Regions from separate parts of the Sus scrofa genome. Here regions 2, 3 and 4 are each linked to region 1. The links are chromatin contacts, called in public Hi-C, promoter capture Hi-C and targeted proximity ligation maps. All regions are on one chromosome and are shown on one strand. The core of a region is the stretch at or near the end of the contact, and the rest is flanking DNA. Distances in the headings are between cores, read along the strand shown.

Evidence for each region. Promoter capture Hi-C pulls out the DNA fragments that hold promoters and counts their contacts. A called contact is a pair of places that touch in the nucleus more often than the background predicts.
Region 2: a contact with region 1 is called in a targeted proximity ligation map of skeletal muscle, with 3 times the contacts expected there. A contact is called at or near these places in 1 of 5 promoter capture datasets (liver), 6 of 47 Hi-C or Micro-C datasets (embryonic fibroblasts, fetal heart ventricle, fibroblasts and 1 more) and 2 of 2 datasets of targeted methods (alveolar macrophages and skeletal muscle).
Region 3: a contact with region 1 is called in a Hi-C map of liver, with 5 times the contacts expected there. A contact is called at or near these places in 4 of 5 promoter capture datasets (fetal liver, fetal skeletal muscle and liver), 28 of 47 Hi-C or Micro-C datasets (adipocytes, adipose tissue, alveolar macrophages and 15 more) and 2 of 2 datasets of targeted methods (alveolar macrophages and skeletal muscle).
Region 4: a promoter capture Hi-C map of liver shows a contact between it and region 1, with 7 times the contacts expected there. A contact is called at or near these places in 3 of 5 promoter capture datasets (fetal liver and liver), 7 of 47 Hi-C or Micro-C datasets (embryonic fibroblasts, fetal liver, fetal skeletal muscle and 2 more) and 2 of 2 datasets of targeted methods (alveolar macrophages and skeletal muscle).

Annotation. Positions count from the first base shown.
Region 1 is chr4:20,642,027-20,648,316 of Sscrofa11.1, reverse strand. EXT1 (exostosin-1) reads right to left here and starts at 3,315. Exons shown (of 11, transcript XM_001924980.6): 1 at 1,547-3,315. The coding sequence starts at 2,508.
Region 2 is chr4:20,409,062-20,415,351 of Sscrofa11.1, reverse strand. All of the region lies in intron 4 of SAMD12 (sterile alpha motif domain-containing protein 12), which reads right to left. Among named protein-coding and RNA genes, the nearest start is that of EXT1, 230 kb to the left of the region's middle.
Region 3 is chr4:20,872,285-20,878,574 of Sscrofa11.1, reverse strand. All of the region lies in intron 1 of EXT1 (exostosin-1), which reads right to left. Among named protein-coding and RNA genes, the nearest start is that of EXT1, 230 kb to the right of the region's middle.
Region 4 is chr4:20,785,541-20,791,830 of Sscrofa11.1, reverse strand. All of the region lies in intron 1 of EXT1 (exostosin-1), which reads right to left. Among named protein-coding and RNA genes, the nearest start is that of EXT1, 140 kb to the right of the region's middle.

The sequences.
Region 1 (6,290 bases), core at 2,066-4,565:
AAAATTTTAATCCATTGCCACTGCACCCATCACTGGCCCTGAAGCAGAGTAAAATGTAGGTTCATAATTGATCCTACAGCCTTGGGCTTTTCTTACGCTTGAAAAGCGAGAGGTGTTGGGGGTTGGGAAGTCCCAGTGTTGGATATTTTCTCCTTCACCATCTCTGATCAAGTACAGGAGGACTTTAATTTCCCTTCCAATCTCTCCTACAGAGGCCCAAGTGTCTGAGGAAATCCACAGACAACAATCAAACCTTTCACTTCAGGGCCGTTTCCCCACCATGCCCCTTCCTGCTCCAATCAGGTCTGCAAAGCGTTTCCCCTAGTCTGCATTTCATGAATCAATTGCAAAATCTGCCAACCTCTGCCAGTTCCTCTTGTACTCAGCTGAGAGGTTCCCCTTCCTTCCCTGGGTAGCACAAGGCTGCTCTGGGTTTTAACTGGCGTAACGTGGAAATGCACTGTAGGAGCTCCCTAACTCTTTCACAGCCAGACAGAAGTGAGAGTCTGGGGCTCACCACCCCATCCACGAGGAAACTGACCCTCCAAGCTCAGGTGAAAGCAGATTCCTGGAAACCAGTTTTTGATCCCAAGTCCAGTGTGTCAGTTGCTGTCACTGGGAAGGAAAAGGAAGAGAGAGAAGGGCTACAAAGTATCCAACTCAGTTACTTAGCAACTGGACAAAACTTGCTTCACTCCACAGGGTAAGGAGGCATCTCAAGCCCATTCAGAGAGTAACAGACTCCGTTTTACATGCAAATCAATAAAGACAAAGGGAAAAGGGAAAGCTAAACAAGCAACTGCAGTTTGCAGCCCTGGGGCTTAGGCCCAGATTTAAAAAATTGCTTCTCCTAGGGAGGGGGTAGGATATATTTATACAAACATATAGGAATGAATGAATGAATGAATGCACTCATGCATGCAAGATCACAGGCCCCAACCAGCTAACAGTCTCCCTTCATAAAAAGTCAACACCATCTGGGAGTAAGGAAGAGACAGGCACAGAAAGTTGAGTAGCTAAAATTAAAGCACTTCCACTGCTAACACAAATTTAAGGTTCACGGAAAGAATCCAATTGGAGGGTGGGAGAATTCCAGGGAAAGCAGTTCCCCCTGCTCGTGAGAAATGCAAATAAAGCATCAATCTTGGGGGAAGGTCTCCACACTGTGGATGGATTCAGAGCCTCTGGGGTCCTTAGACCTTCTCACACAAAACACCCTCCCCGATGATCCATCGGTGAAGCGCCGCTTCCAAACTTGGATCAAACCCACACGCTTCAGAGGAACCACATCGCCCTGAAAGTTTTCCAGGCAAGAGAGAGACACTGTCACCTACTTGGCCCAAGAAAGTGCTCCAGGCTTTCCCGTTAGCCTGAGGAGCTCACACCCTTGGTTCTCAGCTCCTGGCCACACGCACCTGCACCGGGTGGTTGAGTCCCAGGCTCAGAGCAGGAGGAAGAGCACAGGAGGGTTCCTCTGCCCCATTCCCAGCCCCCCAAGCCTCACACCTGGACCAGGTGGGCAGGGCCCGACCCCCGAGCCACTTACTTCTCATACTCGGTGTTGTCTCGGTCACAGCGAGAATCCTTGTGCTTTTGCCAGTCTTTGCCATGCTTGCAGGTGGTAAGAAGCACGACGTCCTCCCCGTTATGGACGTGATATAAGGCATTCCTGGTGTCTGACCCTATCCCTGTCAGGTACCTCTTCCCCTTGAATACCAGCATGTACTTCCTGAGAGGAGGGATGGTGTTAAACTTTAAAAACCCCCTCTCCCCTCCTGTCCTGGGATGATCCTTAGAAAAGAGGGGAATAGAAACATCAAAGTTGGGTCGGAAGTTTTCAGTACTGATGCTGGCTTTGGCCAGCATCGCCTGGCCGATGTCAAACCCCACGTCCTCAGTGTAGTCAGGCCAAGTGCCGGAATATAAATTAAAAATTAAATGATTCCTACCATTGTTCCACAAGTGGAGACTCTGCACTTTGGATTTCAAATTGTGCACATACTGAGGTGACAACTGGTCTCTGTCTAAAGTATCCAGACTCAGGACAAAGAGGCACGCCTGGCTGGGGTCCGAGGTGTAGAACCTGGAGCCCTCGATGGCCGCTAGAATGTTTTGGTAACTTTCGGCGATTTTCTCCCCTTTTTGCTGCGGGTATACGTACACTTTGAAGCCGTTTTTCTTGCAAAGGGTGAAATCGAAGCAGGACTCCATGCGGCACTTCTTGCCTTTGTAGATGCTCGAGTTGGCATCTCGCTTCTGCCGGGGGGAAGTGTGCACGTTGGAATCCTCGTTTTCCAATTGATCCCAAGGAACGAAGGGGCGCAGAGCGTCCGGGAAGCGGGGCCAGAAATGATCCGGACTCGGGTGGTGCAAGCCATTCCGACCGCTGTGCTCTTCTCTCCGGCTGTGGCTTCTCGATGCCCTAAACTGCAAGCCTCCGAAATAAAACAAAAGGGCGAGACAAGAGCCAGCTGAGAGCAGGATGAAATAGCGTTTTTTGGCCTGCATGTGTCCTGCCTGGGTCAAGAGGATTGTAAATAAACACAAGAATCACCCAAGTTTCCCAATCAACACTTTCAGCTCCAGTCCGCCATCTTCCCGCCTGTAAAGACTTCAAACTCTCCGCTCCCACCTTCTCTGGATGCCTTTCCCCAAGCCGTGGACTGATCCAGCGCATGTGGGCGATTTCTTTAACTTTCTCCCCTTCGGTCTTTCATCTTTGGGTTGCACAATGGACAGGCGAGAGCGGGGCTGAATATTTCGCACCCAGGGCGGGCGAGCAGCGGACTGTAATTTTCTTGCATGCAACAAGACGAAGGAAAAGAAAGAGAGGGGGGAAAAAAAAAAAGCTCCCGATGCCCAATCAATGGCAAGACGAAGTGATTTCCTTGCCTCTCGGATTCCTCTCGGCAGCGTGGAAAACGAGCCCCGGGAAAGCAACTTCAACTCATCCACACTCCCGTGCAGAGCACTCGGGTTCCAACAAGTCAGCCGATCCCCGCGTTCAGCCGGCTAATGCATCTTGCAGCTGGGGCGCCGTAACCTCACAAATCCCTGCATCTCTCTTTATTCCCTTCTGCAGCGGCTCCAAGACTCCGGCGGTGTTTACTCCTGCGCTCGCGGGGCCGGCCCCCGGGACGCGCGGCGGCCCGGCTGGAGGCGGCGGCGGCGGCGGCGCTGGGTGACGGCGGCGGCGCGTCCTCCCCGCGGGCAGTGCCGGCCCCGAGCGGCGCTTCGCAGGCCCCCGCGCGATCGCTGCCGACCGCCGCGTTCGGTCGCCGAATGTTACCCGGTTCTGAATGTTACACTTACACATTCCATTCCCGACACGACAGCGCTGACCTCATCCATCCACGCAGCCCGCGCTGCCATTGGCCGAGCGTCACGTCCGGGGGGGGCGGTGCTTCCGCTGCGCCCATTCATAACCCCCGGCCACCGGCCGAGGCGCCGGCGCGGCGCGGGGGGTGCAGGCGGCACCGGGGTCTCGGGGCGTCTCCGCCGCTGCCGGGCGGGCGGAGCGCTGGGCTGCTGGGTGCTAGCCCCACGGCCCCTCGGCGCTCCGCGACCGGGACCCCGGGGTGGGCCGTACCGCCTCCTGCCGCCGCGCCGGGAAGCAGCGCCTCCCAGAGGCGCCCGTGGGCGGGCGGCTGCCGGGAAACCGGGAAGCGGCCGGCGCTTCTCGGGCCCCGCTGCTCCGGCTTGCCCCGGGCGCCCTCGAGAATCCGGTCTGCTCGGCTGCCTGCCGCGAATGCCTCCCCGAGCGGCCGGCAGGGAGTGTGCGGGTTCCTGGAAAAGGATGCTCGAAAATTGAAGCCGTGGAGCGAGGCGGAGGGATGAGGGAGGAAAGAAAGACTTCAAAGAAAGCGTTCGCGGACCAGAAGGACGCCTCTCTCCGCCCACCTTCCACCCTCTGAGGCCCAAAATGCTTCCTTCTTACGAGCGGGTCCTTATTCCCTACAGAACCCATCCTTTTATTTTTTCTTTCCCAGGGAAATCTCCCAACCCTCAAGAGTAAAGAGGAAATTTTACAATCAAGAGGAATAACTGCAGTTCCTCATGTCTGTACTGAGACACCCACCCCAAATCCTCAATAACTTCGCCGCATCCTTTCCTCACTCCCCGCTGCCCCTTGTCTATTCTGTAGAAAGCTTCTCCAAGACTTCCAATCACAGTGGGGGAAAAAGAGAAATTCTAGTAGCTGAGGAGAACGTGGTTGGTTTAAGCCCATCCCAGTACCGAAAGGGACATTATTCTTTCTGTGATGGTGGGCTGGTGGTTTTTAAGGAGCTGTCGCTTCAAGATGGATGAGTAGTAGATCAGCCAATTGTCCCAGCTGTGGAAGAGACATTTGAGGCAGGAAATGACCTTACTGACCACTAGTTCAAGATGGCTGGTCCTTCCTTCAACTGCCTTCCCACACCCCAGCCCCAAGCTCCTGCTACCCCCAGGGAACATCACTGGACAATTCGCATAAAGACCGAGAGTCCCTCTAAAGGTCCTCTGAGACCACAAAGATGTGCTAGTTCCCAAACAGTATTTCTGGTCAAGCCAAGCTCCCTGGCCTCAGAGCCTGGATTCTGCTTTTCAGAGAACACCTCCCACCCTCTTCCCCAGCCTAAAGTCGCATGGGTCTGGCCAAGCTGGACAAACAGTTGCCTAGGGCAGCAAGCTGTTTAGTGATTGTTTATTATGGGAGTGACTGCGAGCTAGGGACAAACACTTCCCAGCTTCCCCGAGGCTGCAAAAGATTCCAGCGGGTGTGGACAAAGAGCATAGTTCTAACAAGGCAGGGTAGAATGATAGAGTGGAAAATTTTAGACATTTGTTGTTTCAGATTCGTTTTTAATCAAGGGGGAAGGGGCCTGGGTGGGACATCACTGTACATTCCAGAAGTCTCTCCCTATAGCCGGCCTGCCAAAGATGAGGTAGGTTTTCCAGATTGGACTTGTACCCCCGCACAACTTGGACAGGCCTGGGACAGAAATGAGGTTTCAGTAATCTCCCAAACACAATGACAACATGACAACAAGGCAGATAAATGCAGTAATTGAAACCACATGTGACCCAAAGCTCTCCCTCCAACCCCCCGGGTGGCTAGGAGCAGTCATCCAAGGCAAGGATCCTTCTGCTGGGATTTTTTTTTTTTTTTTTTTTTTTGTCTTTTTAGGGCCGCACCCTCGGCATATGGAGGTTCCCAGGCTAGGGGTCCAATTGGAGCTACAGCTGCTGGCCTATATCACAGCCATAGCAACACGAGATCTGAGCTGTGTCTGAGACCTACACCACAGCTCACGGCAATGCCAGAATCCTTAACCCACTGGGCAAAGTCAGGGATCAAACCCACATCCTCATGGATGCTAGTCGGGTTCATTAACTGCTGAGCCATGATAGGAATTACCTTCTGCTGGGGATCAGAGTGCAGACTCTCTCAGGCCTGTGGAAGGCAGAGTTTAGGGGATTGCAGCCCCTCTATATCCTGACAGCTGTCCTGTGTGACCTTAGTGAGAGCCAGCTACTATTCTTGCTCTTCTGTGTCTCTTTCACACTTTTCTTGTCTCGATTAACCATTACTGACTCCCTCATCCCACGCCCCAGGGTTACCCAGCCCTACTGTTGCATTCCATAGTGGTGTGTAACTGTGAGAAAAACTTCAGTACTGAAAATAAGAGAAAATGTGGATTCAGACCCCATATCTGTCATGGATGAGTATCTTGGCCATATAGCCCAATCACACTGAATCTCAGTTTCTTATTTAAAAAGTCAGAATAAGACTTTTTTTTTTTCTGTCCAGCCTCTTTGGAGCAGAAAACTATAAATTACTCTACCTTTGTAACATTTTATTTTGGGGGGGGGCTAAGTTTCACATTTCAAAAGGCAGCTGGGATCTACAGTAGCATCCTACAATGTCATCATCGATGCATCATCATTGGTTTTATTTTCCTCCAGCCCTTCTCATTCACTACATCCTTTATTCATTTGCTCATTTGCTGCCTGTGTGTCCTCACTTTAAGAGGAGCTCCCTGAGGGCAGGAACCCTGTGTGTCTTACTCACTCCTGAATCCCCAAGGCCCAGGGGAGTTCCTGGCACTTAGGTGGAGCTCAGTCACTGATTTGGATGATGAATGAATTACTAAAATTCTGCTTCACTTGAATTCAGCACTTGAATATGCTTGGAGAGAAAGACCTCCACTGTACTCTCTCAAATCAGGACTGGAATCTCTTGTTCGAGGTGGAAATATTGCAAACCAGGAATATCTTAACATAAGGCCAATCAGTCTGTCATAAATCCT
Region 2 (6,290 bases), core at 1,437-3,936, 230 kb after region 1:
TTCTGTATCATTCTGTCATGACCCACAAGAGAAACCTGAATGAGAATCCCCTTCTTCCATTTCTATCTTGGCCAAATCACAGTTTGATGAAATGTCTAGTGATTTTCACTTCTTGTTGAACTGGACTAAGAACTAGACAACCAAGATGATGGAGGCACGGACGTTATGCCCTAAAGGAAAGAAACACAAGGAGAAGCCCAAGAAACTAGGCAAGAAGTCATGGATAAAACAGTCTCATCACCACAGGAGTACTTTTTAAACTTTAGTGACTGAATCACCTTCTGAGTCAGAAGAACCGGGGGTGTCCCACTCCAGATGATTCTGATATAGGTGGCGCCTGAACCACACTGTTGGTACTCAGTGAAGGGGCAGGTTTTTGAGAGGCAGCAAACGGGACGCAGCTAAACTGCGAATCAAGCCTCTTTTTATGACTTGGTGGCTGTGGAAGTCATGCAGCCAAGAGAAGAATGTATACAGTGGACTCCATCTCCCTAACTCAGGGACGAAAGTGTGCAAGGAGTAGCGGGTCGGGTGTCTAACCTTGGTTTTGCATTAGCCAGCCAACTGAGCTCAAGGGAGTCACCCCCAGGGCCTCCTCATGGCTTCTCTTCTACACAATGAGGAGGGCCAGCCTGGGTTATAACAATGGCAAGCACAACTGCCTGGATCCCAGGCCTGAGGTGGGGCCTGCTACCCAGACCACTCTGCTCTCTGCTAAGCCCTGGCTGGGCCTCCCAGTCCCCCTCTTCCCAGCCACTTCCAGCAGACTGGAATTAACACCTGGGTTGAGTACAGTTTGGTAGCCCCCGCCAGAAGGTCTCTGTGGCCTCTTCCTGCTTGCGTGGGATATTACCACTGGGAGGGAAAATCAGGAGAAAAGAAACCATGAAAGGCAGTTTTGGAGGAGGGAAAAGAGTTTTAGGGGCAGGAGTTGTTCAGAAATAGAAATGTGCAATCTGGGGTGTGGGGCGCAGGTGCAAAGCATCTGCCTGCCAATCGCAGGCCCATCCTGGTTATCAGTGTGATGGAAGTCCAGGTGGAATTCTCTTTAGCAAATCCTGGCAGCTATACTGGGGACAGTCAGCTTCAGGAAGGGCCTGGCTAGGATCTAGGTGAGCAAAATCATGGGTTGACTCATACATGAACCTGGGAGTGAGGGTCTCCCTTTTGCATCAGGCACCTCATTTGCTTCACGCTAGTCCCAGCCCTGAAGAGGCTGCATTAAAGATGATGGAGTTGCAAGCTTGCTGCAATGCTGTCACCTGTACCAGAGGCCCCTGGGGCAGAGCCAGACTGGGTCTAATAGACCGGGAAATGCAGACCGATCAGCCCAGACTAGGCCAGGACCTCCATCGATTTGATCTACCAAAGGGTGTTTGGTGTGAAGGGGAGAGAAGCGTGGATCTGTGTTGGGTTTGCTGTGCAACTTTGGTCAAGGGGCTCAACCTCTTTCAGCTTGAAAATCTTTGCAGTGAGATCACCTTCTCAGCAGGGATGCTGTGAAAAGGGACAAAGCCTACGTGGCCACCTGGCACACAGTTTTCTGTCATTACATGGGAAGTCTTTCCTCCTTTCCAGCCTCCATTCTGCCTTGGGTGGCTGTCCAGAAGTGAAACAACCTAGGGACAGCAACCTTTGTGCCAAAAAAGGGATGTGGAAATCCGCATCCTGAGGCAGAGGAAGCCCAGCGGGTCTTGACTTGCCTCTGCGGCTTGCTGACTCACCGTTCCTTTCTCTTTTAACTCCTCGCATCCCGCTCAGGTTGGACCTGATGTGGGACGTGGATAGTACAATGCCAGGATCTTGCCCACCAGGAAGAACCTCCTGGTGCTGCTCTGAGGCCAAAGGTCCAGGCAAAACTATTAGGAACTCTTGTGTCACAGGCCTGCTTCGTAAAAGAATTAAAGCCACCGTTTACTTAAGTGAGTACCACGTTCCTGGCCCCATGCTGGGCACCTGGGAACACGGCCCAGGGCAGCCCTCACAACAAGGTCAGAGGCAGATACGACTTCTCAGTTCACAATGAGGGAGGAGAGGCTAGCGTGGCTCATTACTGTAGCCACAGCATAGGAACCAAGCCTTTTTCTGAGGTCTTAACCCCTCCTTACAACGGAAGGTTCATCACCCTGGAAATGCAAAAAATCCAAGAAGAAGAGTTCTTTATTCTCAGGGAGGCAGAGAGGAAACAGCGTGAGTAGGTGAATAATAGTGTAACAGTGCGAAGCAGCGCAAGCAGACAGGGACTCCTTGGGGCGGGAGCTTTGTTTTACACTCTCTTTTCACATCTCCATTTCCTAGTGCGCTGAACGGCTCTTAGCAGGAGCTCCTTCTACATGGGTCGGGATGTATACAAAGATAAGAAGTGTAAAAGTGGGTGGTCCAGATAGAGATGCTGCGGGGATTCGAGGTCCAGGGAGGTCCACCCGGGTACCAAGGAAAAGGCCAGCTTCCCAGAGGACAGAGTGGGACCTAAGCTGAGATGAGGAGAGGTCAGAGAGCCAAGAAGAGAGAAGAAACACACAAATGGAGGCACAATCTGGTGTAAACTCAGGGTACTGAGACCATGAGGCAGACGGACTGCTTAGTCAACTTGGCCAGCAGCCAGCTAAGCCAGTGAATAACTGGCGGGTTCTTGGTGGAGGCCTGCGTGTTATCTGGAAACAGGTCAACCGTGCCTGTGAGAACAAGTCACAGGAAAACAGTGTAGGCTGGTCTAGACATACAAGCCAGGGAAGTGAGTTGGAGCAGGCCGGGCTGCAGGAAGTTCAGCTCCCCACCCAAGGTGGAGGATATGCAAATATAACTTTTGGCAGCTGTGAAAAACACGGGGAGGGCAAGTCAGCCATGAAGAAGGTGGGGGCGGGGAGGGGGGTGCGGCGAAGGCACTTGGGGGAACACACGAGGGGGCTGATCACCCTCTTCATCTGGTTCTTCATGCATCGTAGCAGCCCATCTGCTCTCAGGGGACCCTCGGTGCATCTGTTTATTCTCTAGAATGAATTCAAGGAAATCTCATTTTCAAAGGGATAAGCCACAGGCTGGAGCCAGAAGGCTCGAAAAGCCTCCCTTTAGTGGGGCTGTCTAACTAGATAGCTAAAACATGTCCTCGGCACATATATGAGTTTATATAATACATTTTCATACAAATACTAATATAATGTAAAATACATTTATCATAAATAATTCTACCCTGGGCTCAAGAGCTAAGCCCCAAAAATGGAAGAACATGAAAGGTGGTTCTATTGAGGCTGCTGGTTCCTATCTTCCTGTTCCATCCAACTGTGCCAAAATTACGACGAAATCGCACCAGCCAGTTCTGCTCTGTCACTGTTTAGTTAATCTGTGTATTCCAGCCAGGAACAGAATCTTTACTTGGGCCTCAGGGACGCTAACATCTTCCACCCAGAAGCCCAGAGTGGAGATGTGGTGTGGTTTCTGCCTCTAGCTTGTGGGACCGAACAGCTCATCCTTGTCCGTACCATAAGCTGTGGAGCCCCAGTGAGCCCCAGGATGTTCAAAGGCATCCTGCAGGAATGGGTTTTCTGGTTGCAACAGGGGTCCTTAAGGACATCTCGGGTTTGGTGATTTGCTGGGGGCACCAACAGGACTTAGCACATAATTGTGCTCACAGCTATGACTTAGCACAGGAAAAGGATGCAGAGCGGGGTCTGCAAAGGGAAAGGCCCCTGGGGTGAAGTCTGGAGGAAACCAGGCACAAACATCCAAGCACCCTCTCCCTGTGCTGTGGAGTCAGGGCAGAAGATGCATTAATTCCTCTAGCTACGGGCTGTGATAACACGTGTGAAATGCTGTCTACCAGGAGCTCGTTAGAGACTCGCTACCCAAGGTTTTTATCACACAGGCGTCCTTGGTCGGGCATGTGCCAAAATTCCAGACTCTCAGAGGGAAAGCAGGTATTCAAGCATAAAAGCTATTGTTTGGACCAACAGTTTAGGCACGTGGGCTGTTCTGATGGGGGGTGGTGGGAACTCTCCTGGAAATCCGGTATGGGCCAACCTTGCAAGCAGCACCTTCTAAGAAAAGCAGTCTCAGCCCTGCCAAGCTAATTTTTCCCATACAATAGTCTGTTAAGTCGGAAAACTGTACGCCATGGTCACCTTTGGGAGATTACTAATACACAGGAGCACATCAAAGTGCTTTGAGGAGTGTATGTTAGCATCAAAGACTGTTTTTAAATTTTAACCAACATTTCTCAAACCCATTTGACCAGTATCCTTAAAAAAAAAAAAAAATACTTATTACCTCCTTTTGGAGACCAGCACTCTACAGAATATGATTTGGGAAATCCTGGGCCAAGTGTATGAACCCGCATCACTTCTCTGGCCTTAGCTTTCACCATTTATTAAACACAATACTAACACCAGCTGGCCCTTACATTGCTCTTACTGTGTGTTAAGAGCTTTTTATACAATAACTCATTTAATCAAATAAGAGGTTGGAAGAGGCAACCTCTAAGCAGAATACCGCAGCACAGCAGGGGGATACAGTGCAGACACTGAATTATGGCCCGAGACAGTGTCCTGGCTTTGCCAGTTAGCAGCTGTATGAAAAGTTGTTTCACCTTGGTGTGCCTTGGTCCCTTCATCTGTAAAAGGAGAACGTGCCTGATACATAGAAAGCACTACACATGTGCTTGTTGCCTTTTTTTAAGTAAATGAAGGTCTTTCCAGCTCAAGCAGTTGTGTTCCATTGCACTAAGCCCTGAACCACAGAGAGGCACAGGCAAGAGACTCTGGTGGCTTCAGAGACCCAGGAAGGGGATGGCCCTGAGGGTGACCTGAGGGAACCAGAATGGCCCCTGGTGGAGCTCGGTCTACGTCCTAGGAAGCTGTGACCCCCAACACCACTCAAAGCCAGGGCCTAGGCCAGGGAGTAGACGCAGAGCGATACTGGCCGAGAGGCCCTATTAATTTCCTGGGAGTCTAGGATGGAGGCCAACAACATAAGCGATCTGCTTTTGATTGTAAATAGAGCAAGACTCCAAACAGCCTTCAATTAAACCTGGCGATTTCATCCATATGGTTGAAGAAAGGCACCTCATGAGAAAACCCCTTCTGAATTGAGAACTCCTACAGATCTCCGTGATGGAAAGAAGAACAGGGACGGATGCCAAATTGAAAAATGACAAACTCCCAGCAGGAAAAAGCCAATTTTTAATATGCCTTAACACTTTTTCTTTCTCCCCTTCTCAAGCTATCTCTAGTTGAGGAATGTTCCATACAACTGAATAATCCTTCATGGAGATGGATGACGAGTCAGCAGTGTCATTCCGGAATGTGAAGGACAGTGACATATTTTGCAGCGAGTCGAGAGGGATACAGGTGGGTGTCAAGAGTGTGGCGTGTGGAGCGGGCTAGGACCCCTCAGTGTGCTTGGGGGTGCTAAAATCATTGTTGGAATAGAGAATTTTGCAAGGGCTCCGTGAAGAGACGAGCTTACTTCTCTGAGGCAATCCCGGGTTAGTCATACCCTGATTGTTGGCACAGATAATTCCTTGTGGCTGTTTTCCCAGGACGCATCTCTTTTTTGAAGTCAGAACCGAGCACATTCCACCCACCTTCACAGTGCCATCCACACCCATCTATCCCTAACTAACTAACACGGAGCACAGCGCTCGGCTCACTGTCAAGGCTCAGAACCTGTGTGTTGAATAAAGTCATTCGTTCACAGACCCTTCAGTTTTAAATATCCAGCCTTTGCCTTCTTGCTTAGCAACAGCTGATGCGTCCAAGGTTTCTTCCTCTCTGAATCCAGCCTGCCTCCTCTAGGCAGCACCGAGTCTCACGTCTCATGGGACAAAGTGCTTTGTGGGTAATAGGAAGAGTGACCTTTGTAGGAGCCTTTACTTTGTTTCAGGCACAGCTCCAGCACCTTTACATGTATCAGCTCTTAACTCCACACAACCACCCATAGCGTAGGCCCTTTTTACCCCCTGGCTTTTATCCGAGCAGGGCAATGGAGCCCAGGGGAGAAAGGAACCTGCCAGAGCTTCCACAGGAAGTGCAGACACCGCTCCTCAAGCTGCCTCAGTCACAGCCTCACAGTATTTACCATCCCATTGTGGCTTCTGGACCAACCGTTCACAGGTCCACGTCAGTGCTGGCCTGGGGCCATCTGTGATGGGGCAGGGCTGTTCCTCACCTAATCCCTCAATCCATAGAAGAGGCTGAACAAACCACAACAACACAACTCAAACACTGGAAAAATACAGCCCAGGGTTTTGTGGTCAGATAGATCTGGGTTGAGTTTCACCCTCTCCAGGTTCTAAC
Region 3 (6,290 bases), core at 1,650-4,149, 230 kb before region 1:
CTTACTCTGGAGAGATACTTACTGAGTGCCTACTATGGGCTGGCACTTCGCCAGGCTGGACACTGGCTCTACAACAGGGGTTCAAACAGAAATGAGATGTGCTCCTAGGAGTTCTTCACCTGTCACGGGATATAGACCCTGAAGAAATGCAAAGGGTCATTTGCAGCTACACACCCTCATAGGACCTAAAGAGCAGGGGGCCTTAGCATGACTATGGAGGTCAAGACTGAGTCACGCATGCTGGTCAGGGAAGCCCTCTTTGAAGAAGCAACTTTGACGGGGCCTGAGAGCTGAAGAGAAGGCAGCTTCCTAAAGAGGGGGTGGGGAGTTGGGTCTGTCTGTGCAGAGCTCCAATAATCTGGAGCATTCCTGACATGCTCAAGGAACAAGGGAAACCAAGCCAGTCTGGGTGGTGGTGGAGGGGGAAGTGGTAGCAGAAGAAGGATGGTAAACAATACAAGCAAAGTCACTGTTCTGATAGGGCAGTGGGGTCCCTGGACGTGGTACATGCTCAAACCCTCCAGGGCAAGAACACACACAAAATTACATAATGCTTAATTTTCCAGGTGCTATTTGAAATCCCTTATGTGTATAATCTCCATTTACTTCTCAAAATAACCCTAAAAAGTAAGCACTGTTATTGTTTATTAACACCCTTCGAGATGAGGAAACGGAAGCACGAAGAGGTTCAGTGACTTGCCCACAGTCACATAGCTACTTACGTGCCATAGCCTAGATGGAACCCCTAGTCCTCTGAATCAGAGGGGCATCCTCTCAGCTTCTATAAGAATTCTCAGAAGCATCATTTTATTATGATGATTCTGTATGACTATGTATATTTTGATATGAGCATGATAAGTTTGGTTTTTTGGGGTTTTTTTTTTTTTTTTTTTTTGGTTTGGGTGGCAGAGACATAGGGCCCAAATAAGAAATCTACAATTTGGCAATGAATATAAGGCCAGACAGACTTATCCTATCCTGGTAATCAAGCACAATTGTGTACCCCAAGTCCTGCCAGATGCCAGCTTCCTCTCGAGTCTGGGTTCTGTACCCAGGCTCCCCAAAGGGCTGTAAATCAGTGGCGTTGGACAGCTCCACAAAGTTTCAAACAGATGTTCATCCTGTGCTTACTCGCCCAGGCTCCAGATGGCTCCGGGTCCCGGCTCCTTCCTCCCGCAGGCCCTCAAATCATACTTCAGACATGTCAAGAATGCAGGCTGAGGAAGGAGGATGAAAGACGTGGACCTGCTGGGGTTCTTTAAGAAGGTCTGTAGCATCCGGCAGTATTTCATATACCCATGGAAGGAGCGCAAAGCCAAATCAGCATAAATCACTGCCAGCCTTTACTACCTGGATACAATTTTCCAGAAGATGAAGTTGTCATACGTGTGGCGGAAAAAGTTTCTGCTGCCAGTCAGCCAGGGCCTGCACCAATTTATTCCAACCTCTTCCACTGGCAACCAGTTGCAGAGGATTTTGCTACACTGACACAATAGCAAGACAATTCCATACCTACCCATCCCCTCAAAAGGGAGGAGTAATGCTGAAAATATGCCACCATTCCACCAAAATGTTGAAAAAGGAAAAAAAAAAAAAAAATCCGTAAGGACATGTTTCAAACCTAAAGCAAGACCATAAAACCTGTTTTAAACAATTCCATTCTTTCCCAGTCCAAGGAACAGGTTTACATATTTTTCTTCTCCCCAAATTACAAGCATCCTTGACATGATCAAGTAATTGGTGCACACGAACGCAGAGGACAGCGCTGTGGGTTTTCTTTGGGGCCGTCTGCAGAGGTTTCCTACTTCCCTCTCTCTTCTCCAAGGATACAAGGACCTTTCAAAAGACAAGAAGCTGGGGGTTCTTTTATAATTTTCATGCCTCTAGCATTCACTATTTGTCTGCATAAAAGATGAACTGCCATGACGAAAGCCCAAACGGACATCTGAGAGCCAGAATGAACGGCCTGAGAGGTGCTGGCACTTCTCTGTCCCACGCAAGCCTTTGCTGAGTCCCGCTGGAATCCCTTGTCCATTTCACTTCCTATTTCTCTGCCTTTTCCTGGAGCCCAGGAGGCTCAAATCAAACCTCGCTTTATCCACAAGCAGTGATAAAGAGGAGCCTATCAGATCATTTTCCCTTCAGTGGTATCTAGGCTTTGTGATTACGGAGCAAGAAAAATATCTAATGGCCTTACTCAGAAATGACTTCCTTTTGTCTTGTTCGTTAGGAAAACTTCCTCTATTTCTTTCATCCCTTTTGGACCCTAGGAGGACGGAGTATGAAATACCCATTGTTCCCTATCTACCACAGTCTACAGACAGAGATAATTATAGGTAAGGTTATTTATTTCTGACTGTCAAAATGCACAGCAAGGCTTGCAGGGAGCAGGTATTCGAAATGCAGCCTATCTAGGGCTGATGGCATTAATCGTATAAATCGTGTAAATAACCAGGTGCCTGTACACACCGAATGTCTAGAAATGCATTTGGGCTGACAAATGTTTACACTGAGTTATATTGCTTTAATTTACCCTCAGTGGGAGGGGGCGTGGGCAGAAGGGGTGGGCCATGTCACATTAATAAAGGAAGGGGGTGTTGCAGCTTTTCATTCCGTACAAGTTTCCCTTCCTTATATAAATCCCAAATGTCCCCAAAGTTAAGTCGTTTAAAACTGACAACTAAAAACATGGTATTCAATTATAAATAAAATATACTTTTCATTTAAGTAGTGACCCTATGGCACAGACGGCTGATGAAAAAACGGGGGACCAGGGAGGTTCGGTCATTGTTCAAGGTCATACAACGGGTGAGGATCACACTGGCCAGGATCCGTCCAGCTCCAGAGCTCAAAATTAACTGCTACCGAGGGCCACGGCTTTGCCTAACTAGCCAACTATGTACCAAATATTTACCCAATGGAGGGAACGCTATCAATCCTACTGCCCCTTAGAAATAACCAGAGGTGGCTGGTGCTCAGGGAAGCCAACTTTCAGGTATAAGGGGTAATCATTTATTCAAAACCCGGCTTTCAATCAACATTACATAAACCCATATTCTTATCCGTTGTTGGGGGGGGGGTTATTTCTCAATAGTACATGATTAGCCATTCTTGGAAATGATTCTGCGGGCTGGCAGAAGTTTTTTGTGGGTCGGTAGATCTTTCTGAGACTATTTCTAGGCTGTATGAATCTGTGTCTAGGAATTTGTTTCCGTGGCCTTCCAAGACATGAAGTGCATTTTTGCTTTGTTCACAGATAACTTTTTTCTTACTACTTGGCAATGAAACCGCTTCTGAAAATACAAATGACCCTGAAAATGTCCCAAGGGCATTCAGTTTACTTTCCTTACCTCGAATCCACTCCTCTTTTAAAAAGAAACCTTGGGGAAATTTATAGGCCAGAAAGATGGGTGGAAAAAATGATGTTATTTAAATGCAAAATCATTCCATTGCTCTGTGTGTGTGTGTGTGTGTGCGCGCGCGCATGTGCGCACACGCGTGCGCACGTGCACACGATGGGAGAGAAGGAGGAAAGTTGAAACGGGAAGTGGGGGGTGTTGAGGAAAATGTCCATCTCCATGGGAGATTCAATTTGGTGGCTCCATGGAGACAAACCAATTAGTATGGATTGTCAAGGTGTTTTGTATGAGTTGGCTACCTGCCCATTAAGAATTGGAATGGGATTAACTAGCTCATTCCAAACACTCCACCAGACAGCAAAGGGTCATATGATAATGACTTTCAGTCACCAACACCATGGCTGGCTGGATGGAAGGCTTGGAGTTTTACCTTTAACACTCTTCAGAGACCCTCCCTCAAACCTACCCACTTCCTGTAAACATATCTTTTTCTTTTCTTTTTTTTCCCTTCCCCGCCTGGCTTCAATTTTTTAAAAAGCTCTTTGCTAATTGGGCGGCTGTATGTTCATTTGAACATAAACACACTATTAACCAATCAACCCCGTAATAACCAATTTGTCAGCTCTACCATATCTATTTGCTGGCCTCCTCTACCGACAATCTTCAAAGCCCCGTGGTGAAACACACAACCACCCACTTGCAAGTTTAATTCTACCTGAGGTTCTAGAACCAGTCCATCTCTGAGAGAGAAGCCCAGAGAAGCTTGGGCTCAATAGCCAAGGATTCAGCATATAACCAATGCCATTAGCCCTTTTAAGTATTTGTCTCTACTTCCTATAATGGGACTTTTCTGTCTTTCAGAAACCAAGTCCATACTTAATCTTCCAGGCTCAGGAACTTGGCTCCAAGGACCACCACTAGCCAGCAGCACCTCTGCCCACGCCCTTCTCTAGGCAAATAAGTTGCTCTCCCTAGACCAGGTCTAGGGAGAACCACCTCATAGAAGATGGCCCACGGTGGATTTCAGCCCAAGCATATGAGGCATCCCTGTGGGTTCAAACGCTAGAGGACTGCTGCATCCTTCCCTGCATCCCTTTCCCCTCTGCGGAGCTACCCAGCCCCTTTGGCATGGGTGGGACTGGTCCCCACTCCTAGCCTTAGAGGCAGCATGTGATAGAAGCATAAGCCATCAGCACATCAGCACATCCCTGGGCCACAATTTTTTAGGTATGGTGCTAGGAATCATTTAAGCCAATGTAGCTGCTTCCTCTGGTCAACTTTTAGTCGATGATGAGAGTCAATCGATAGAGGTAGGAAGAAAGTATGTATATCCTTCCACACATCCTCATTACCAAGTGGTCTCTTACAATGAAAACATGTTTCAGAGCAAATCCTAGAGTCCTGCCAACATACACCCTAGCCCAAGAAGCAGGGCCTGACACCAGTGTCAGACTGCATTAACGCTGATGGGAGATAGGCCAGCACCCTCCCAACAGCTTTGCTCCTAGACTTCTTCCACTTCACCTGCCCTGGGGCCGGCAGGTCCTCCAAGGTGCCAAGGGCCTGCCAAAAATCTCACTTTTTGCACAACTCTGTGTTCCCTGATGTGTGAGTTCTACCTGGCAGGCTGGACCTCCTGCCAGCATCCGCAGGCCGCCACCCCAGTGCGTAAATCTTTTCTCCAGGCCCTGTGCCTTCCGTCTGCTCTGTGAACCCAGCAACCTGTCCATGCCTGGCTCCACATCCAGAACAATGGGCAAGAACTTAAGAAAAGGGATGCAAGCTGCCAATCCACAGCCTTCCAACAGAAATTCTAGGAGGTGAAGAGCCTGGGTCTTGCCCATAAACAGCAGCTTGTCTCTTCAACCCAGAGGATGGGAAGGACGAGCCATCGGATCATCCCCGAGTCAGGGCTTGGCTAAGAGCAGCTCAGGGCCCAGAGTGGAGGATCCTTGGAGACAGTCTGATCTTGAGTGTATGATGAAGTCAATCACCAGAAATGTTGGCAATTCTCTGAAACATATACCCCCTCATAAACCATGTCTGGAAATTAAAATAAAACAAACTTAGTTTTATTTCTTCCCCCACCCCCTGGAAATATTGGCCCTGACTGAAGGACAGCACAGCAGGGAATGATGTCTATTTTCAAAATAATGTTTCATTTTATGATATCCTTATCTCCCTATCAAACGTAAATACCACCAGTATATAGGTTTCTGATTTTAAAATAATCCCATTTGATCAAGTTACATTTTAAGGACTACTGTTTGGAAAAAGAAGGTAAAGTTTAAATAATTTTGTCATAAATATTCTCTTTTCCCTCACAGTATTATATAAATCTAAGTTATATATATATATAAAAAAATTGTATAATTTTTCTCCTTGAAATAAGGTTATACTAGGAGAATAGTTCTTTGAATAATATCATTCTGAGGAAATCAAATCAAATATAATAATCCTTTAGACTATGAACTAATTTTTCAAGATCGAGGAGAAACTCATTTACTATGGGATATAAAGCAAGGAAATAGTATGAGGTGGCACTGGTACCCCTCTTCTAAGAAGCAATGCCCCCCAATCTTAAGCCTTAAAACTACTGATTTCAAATGAGAATATCATTTCTGTACTTTTAAGGCTGTTTCTCTTATTTTAAAAGAAAATCAAGTTTAGGAAATGAAAGACTTTCATTTAAAGATGACCCAACTATGCCTAAATTATTTCTGTGATGGCTCACCTTGCTTAACAAGTAAGCAAAACTAAAAGTGATTAGTTGTGATAACATAGCATATCTCTCAAAGCTCAGGGTAAAACGGGATGCACCGCCTTATTAACAGTCCATCCTGGAGCCCTAATCTTCCCCTATGATTGTCGAGTGTGGCTCCCTGTGCCTGGGATGTCTGAGAATTGCTACGCCTGCACATCTGCTCACAT
Region 4 (6,290 bases), core at 1,696-4,195, 140 kb before region 1:
GGAAGGCTAGAGCTTTCTCGGAAGAGTATGCAAGAGAAACTCTAGGTCCCTACAAGATGCACCTGGACCATTACTTTTACCTGGCAGGCTGAACTGCTGCCTTGAAACAGGTGTCTAAACAACTTTTCCCCTTGTGGTTGCCTCACATGCAACCGCAGATCTCACAGCTGAAAGAGGTCCCAACTCTCTGTTTGAACTATAAATTTGCTACTCAGCATCATCCATAAGTAGTGATGCAAAATCAGTCTTGGTAAGATCTCAGACATTAAATAGGAATGATCAGCACAGAGGGGAAAAAAAACTAGCAAGGTAATCATTTCCTGCCTTCCGTGCCTCAATTTTTGTCCATTTATATGGTCCCAAGTCAAAGTACTTATCTGTCAGTTTTGTCACTGCTGACACCCTCAGGGAACCTCTTGGTTAGAGAATCCACTTGCTAAATTGAAAGAACCACCACCTCCTGGTGGAAGAAGGTACTGCAAGCAACATAGTGGCTTGAACATCCGTCTGGAATACTCTCTAGGAATCTAAGCTATGAAAAGCAGAAACTACTTGTGTTGCTTCTGGAAATGTGGCAAATCAAATGGAGCCACTGCTAAGTCTTTGATTCCCAAGAGTACGAGGTGTATGGCTATTTACCCCCAAATATAAATTGATTTTATTACACGAAGCCCATCTCCCCTCCCCACCCCTGGGGAGTCAGGTTTGTTTGATGAAAGTCTCAATAATTTCAATGAAATGGTTATGCTGATTAAAGCTGGTGAGAGCTATTAAATATGGAATATTAATTTTAAGCACAAACTATTGTGCATGCTCAAAGAAACTGCTTTGGGGAATTATAGTGCTTTTTTATCATTTGTTTACTTATATACTCTAAATATTTCCCCTCTATCCTTTTAATTTACATTATCTTTGAAGATAGCAATGTAAAGCAAAGATAAGCTTCCGTCTAGACAACCCTCTCAGTTGATCTGAGATCCAGAATTAGTAGAATTCCAATGAAGTGCTTATAATTCTTGTCTGCTAAGTTTTTATAAGGATCCCCTGAGGTCAGCTATCACTTTGGCTTCTAAAGCACTGCATGTGAAAAAGAAAGAAAAAACTAACCATAGTCTACATTTATGGGGAAGGTAGAACTTCCGACACCAAGAAACTGAAGAATTGTCCAGTGAGGCAACAAGGAAAGAGTCAAAGCTGATTCCAAAAAATGCCAATTATTGAGAGTGGGAGACTGAGTTATACAGACCTTTGGTCCAACACTGCCCTGTACAATAGATTTTATCTTCTCTTCCCTTTCTCCTCCCTGAAAAGGAGGAAGGTGTTTTGGGGGTGGGGTTGGGAGGGGGAGTGAGGGAATAGATGTTAGTTCACCAAAATAAGATGTGTAGAGACCTTTCCTGTCTGATTTAATTCTTCTTTCCAAATTCAATGACAGGAGGCAAAGGGCACCTTAAAGAATCCCAAGCATGTCCATTCAGGAAGGGTGTAAGCTTCCCACCAACAGAAATCTTAGGTTTACTCACTGGCACACTCCAGGTGCCTCAAAGAATGTCTCCTGGCACATAGTAGGCATGCACTCACTGTTTGTTGCATAAACAAACAAAGCAAAAGGAAGAGTCAGAAATAAGTGATTTCACGGTCATGAACTCTCAGTATCCTTCATGCTGGGCTTGAGACACAGGGTGTTTGAGAGTTAACTAGACTAGGGCAAGATATATCCAGCCAGTACATCCACTGGAACGTAAGGATAAAGAGAAAGACTGGTCTAAATGACATGCTGTTTTTCTTCAGTCTTGGGTACAGAATGATTTTGTAGTGGATTACAAAATGTCTGAGGTTCTAGGCATCAGTCTGCAGCATCAGAATATTAAAGATCATGCAGGCTGATTGCTACTGTTCAATTAACAACCTGGAACCAAGCAGTGCTGCCAATTCAGGGACTCCCTTGCCAGAAGCACGAAATATCTGTTTGGTTTTTCAATAGATACATGAAAAACAAGGGGAAATCAGGTCCAAAGACCACCAAAAATGATGCTGACATTTTGGGGTCAGAAGCCTCTGATTAAAGTCTCAAGGTCCTGCAGATTGATAATCATGCAATTCAGAAGCCCAAATATAGGAGTTCCCGTCGTGGCTCAGTGGTTAACGAATCTGACCAGGAACCATGAGGCTGTGGGTTTGATCCACGGCCTTGCTCAGTGGGTTAAGGATCTGGCATTGCCGTGAGCTGTGGTGTAGATCACAGACATGGCTCGGATCCCGTGTTGCTGTGGCTCTGGCATAGGCCAGTGGCTGCGGCTCCGATTGGACCCCTAGCCTGGGAACCTCCATATGCCGTGGGAGCGGCCCTAGAAAAGGCAAAAGACAAAAAAAAAAAAAAAAAATGTAGCCCATATACATCCCTTGGAATGGAAAGGGTAGTTTTCTAATACACATGGAGCAAGAATTTTTTTCTTCTTCTTCCCCTCGGGTTATCCTCAAGTTAGATAGAAACTGAGAATGCCCTAGCACGTTGCCAGCTACAGAATTGGCTCAGTACACACTAATCAGTGAATCTCTTGAACGCTTTCTCTAATACCCCCAAAGAAGTTAATTTTTCAGAATTAAAAAAAAAGGACTTTCTGTAACTAGTTAATTTTTAACCTAAGTGTGTGTTAACTATTCACACAAATGGTTCAGATACATGGCGTTAACTGGAAGCTTCTCCCATCATGAACAAAAGGGCAATGTCCAAATCTCTTATGTCCCAAAAAATGATTCTTTTTCACCACCGACCGGTCTGTAGCAGGGAAACCTTTGTAGAAATCACCTATTTTGCTAGTCAGCTCTTCAGGAACAAGTCTATTTCATAACTGAATTCTCTCTGAAAGGTAAAGGGTAATGACCACATGGGTGACACTGAAAATTCTCCACATCAGCACATTTGTCAACTTCATATCATCCTCACCATCGCAGTTTCAGAGAGCAGGATCAAATTCCAACACAGAATGAGATTTCTACCTGCCATATGCTACATGGGCTCAGAATTCCAAAGTTTAAAACATGCTCCCCTTGCTATTCAGACTATTCTCAATCAGCCATGACCCCAGCTGACACGCTAATAACGCCATCGAATCTTATCACTACTATACAATAAACATGTCTGGCTAAGTGCTTTATATACAATATTTCATTTAATCTTTACAACAAGGTGTGTTAATAGTAAAAGCCCCATTTCGCTGAGAAAGAAAGAAATGGAAGGTGAGAGGGGTTAGTGATACGGTGGAGGCCAGACAGCCAGTAAGCGTGGGACTGGGTTTCAGCTTTGGGATTTGTCTATTTCTGAAGTCAGGCTTTTGACTCTTCTCATGTACAAGGCCTTTCCCTTCTCACATCAGACATTTCTTCTTTCCTGTATTTAGTCAAGCCTGAAATATACCAATTCCACTTCTATCTAAATGCAAACAAATCATTCTCCATTTCGATGGAAGGAAAGATGGAAACAATTTTTCTTTAAGACTGAGGATAATATCCACTGATAATTTGATGATGAAATCTATTTTTCTTTTATCTTTGTGTTCATTTTTCAATCTAATACAGTTCACTTTGTCCCTTAAATAAGGTGTTCTACTGCTATTGGAAACCAATTTTCTCTCACGACGTTATTGCAATATTATCAGGAAACAGGCTACTTAAACAGCAGGTAATCTTTTATTTCATGCATAATTACCATGCACTATATTTTGATTTGATCCTAATGGCCCTAAGTACATTTTAAACAAACCCTCAACCTGCCCAAATGAAAAACATTTTGCTTCCTCGGTTGCACTTGTGTGGCGGTGATAATTAACACATCTTGGGAAATTCGAGCTACATCTGATTAAATCATAACACACCGTAAAGGTCTTTACAAATAATCCTTTGAAGAATCCAGCTGAGAAAATCATGAAAAGAAGAATTATGAGAAAGGAAGCCTCATTATAGTTTTGTGCCTGGCACTTAAAGGTGACCCTGCCAAGGTGAGTGTTTTGAATTCGGGTGATTTTCCCAGAATGCACCTCAATGTCTGAGGGAAGAGAGCTGTCTGGGTGACCACCTCCTCACTCGCAAACTCCACATTTCTCTTGGGTACCAGCTCCTATTTTTGTGCCTTTGTTCGGGCCAACAGCCAAGGAAATGCGACCTTTTCCTCAGACTAGAAACTTAAGCAGCAACAGTTATTAAATTTAAAAAAAAAAACCTCCTTTTGGAAAAAGAGACAATTTCAGGCTTCCACACTTAAATTTTTAACTTGGTTAACTTGGGGGTAATACGATTAAAATGAAAACATCAGAAAATATAGATATGAACTGAACAAACCAAATTGGGGGGGCAGGGGACTCAAACCCAGAAATTAAGCCTAGTTGTTCCTGCCAAAGGTCAAAAGTCAAATCAGAGGAACACTTCCGATAATTCACCACAACCAAACTTTCCATAATGGAGTGTCTGCCAATGTCATGGTGCTAAGAGCTACACATGCTCATAATTAAAGGCGACCCATTCTGCCTTAGGTAAAGCACTAGATACCTACTTTGAACTACCTACTGTGTCCAGTAATATGAATGGAGTGTGACTACAATATTGGGCACAGAAGGAGCTCAACATGATTGTTGAAAGATTATCTCTTCTCATGCACCAAACTATTTATTAAGCAAAAATAGGTTGTACATCATGGTGGTGAATAAACGGCGAAAATGCAAAATGCAGATCTAGTCCAAACACAATTACCATCTCTAATGGGAAGATAAGAGCAATGAAACAATTAGGACAAAACAAAGCAGCCACATTTTATTTTTCCTTTTTTTTTTTTAGGGCCCCACATGTGGCATATAGAAGCTCCCAGGCTAGGAGCTGAATCAGAGCTGCAGCTGCCAGCCTATGCGACTGCCACAGCAATACCAAATCCGAGCTACATCTGTGATCTACACCACAGCTCAAGGCAATGCCAGATTCTTAACCCACTGAGCAAGGCCAGGGGCCAAATCCACATTCTCATGGATAATAGTTAGGTTCATTACTGCTGAGCCACAACGGGAACTCCCAAAATAGCCACATTTATTATAGGAAGCCTTGGGGCGGGGTCCAAGCCTTCCAGGAGAAGCCCCATGATTTGGAATCCAAAGTGAAAATGCGAACAAGCAGGATCTGGTCATCGACCCCCACCGCAGAAGCATCTTTTGCACTATCTATGAGAATTTGTAAATAATGAAGTCAGTTGTACTCAGGGATGGGTTTCTTAACTGAATTGAACAGTTTTCCAAAGCAATCTCTTCCACCTTTTGTTTGGCCAACATTGCAAACTAAAAACATGCCAGCCCTCACGTGGACCTAAAGTGAAATGCCTCACATTGACACAGGCACAGGAATCCCAGGAACACACAGTGAAATTCCAGCTTAATCTTTATGGGGCTGTTTTAATGTACAGTTTCAGAAATCACCTCCAAAGACTGAAAAATCTTGCCTAATACATGCCTGCCAGTCTCCACCCCTCGGGTTGTGACAGGTGTGTGTGTGTGTGTGTGTGTGTGTGTGTGTGTGTGTGTGTGTGTGTGTGTGTGTTGGAAACCTTCTTAGCTAGCTTATTGAATCTTTCCACCTCCTACAGAGAACTCTGAAGAAATGCACTGTTTTTTTCAACATTCAAATGAGTGTGAATCAGAACGGCCGTTCTCACAGGACTCATCTTTTATGTGGCGTATAGGGTCACTGACAGGATTGAAATGGATCCAAGCCTCCTTGATTAGCTGATTTTTTAAAAGCCTGGAGGCAGTGAGCTACAGTGTGGAGAAGGGAGAACTGGTTCTCGTCTCTGCTTTACCTTATACAAGCCATGAGAATTTTAACCATGACTTAAACCCTCCAAACCACAGTTTTCCTTTTGTGTAAAGTGAGGCAAGAGAACCGGACACTCTACAGGCAAACTTCACAAACTGGTTGTCTGAAGACACAGTGGTTTAGCCATCCCTATAGCGAGAGCATTTTTATCCTGGAGCTCAATAAAGACGCTGTATCCCATAGTTCTCCAATGTGGGGCACCCCAGAAACTCCCAGAGGGCTTATACCTGGGCCCCCATCTCAGAACTGCAGATTTCGTTGGTTGGAACCAGGACTCAGGAGTCTGCATTTGCAGCAGGGGCCCCACGTCATCTCAAGGCACGTGGGTCATGGACCCCACTTGGGGAAACAGTGGTTTTCGCTGAAATGCTTGATGGTCTGGGTGCTTACATCAGTATTTAGCAATTGCAAGCCTGACTGAGATGGATCAAAATCCT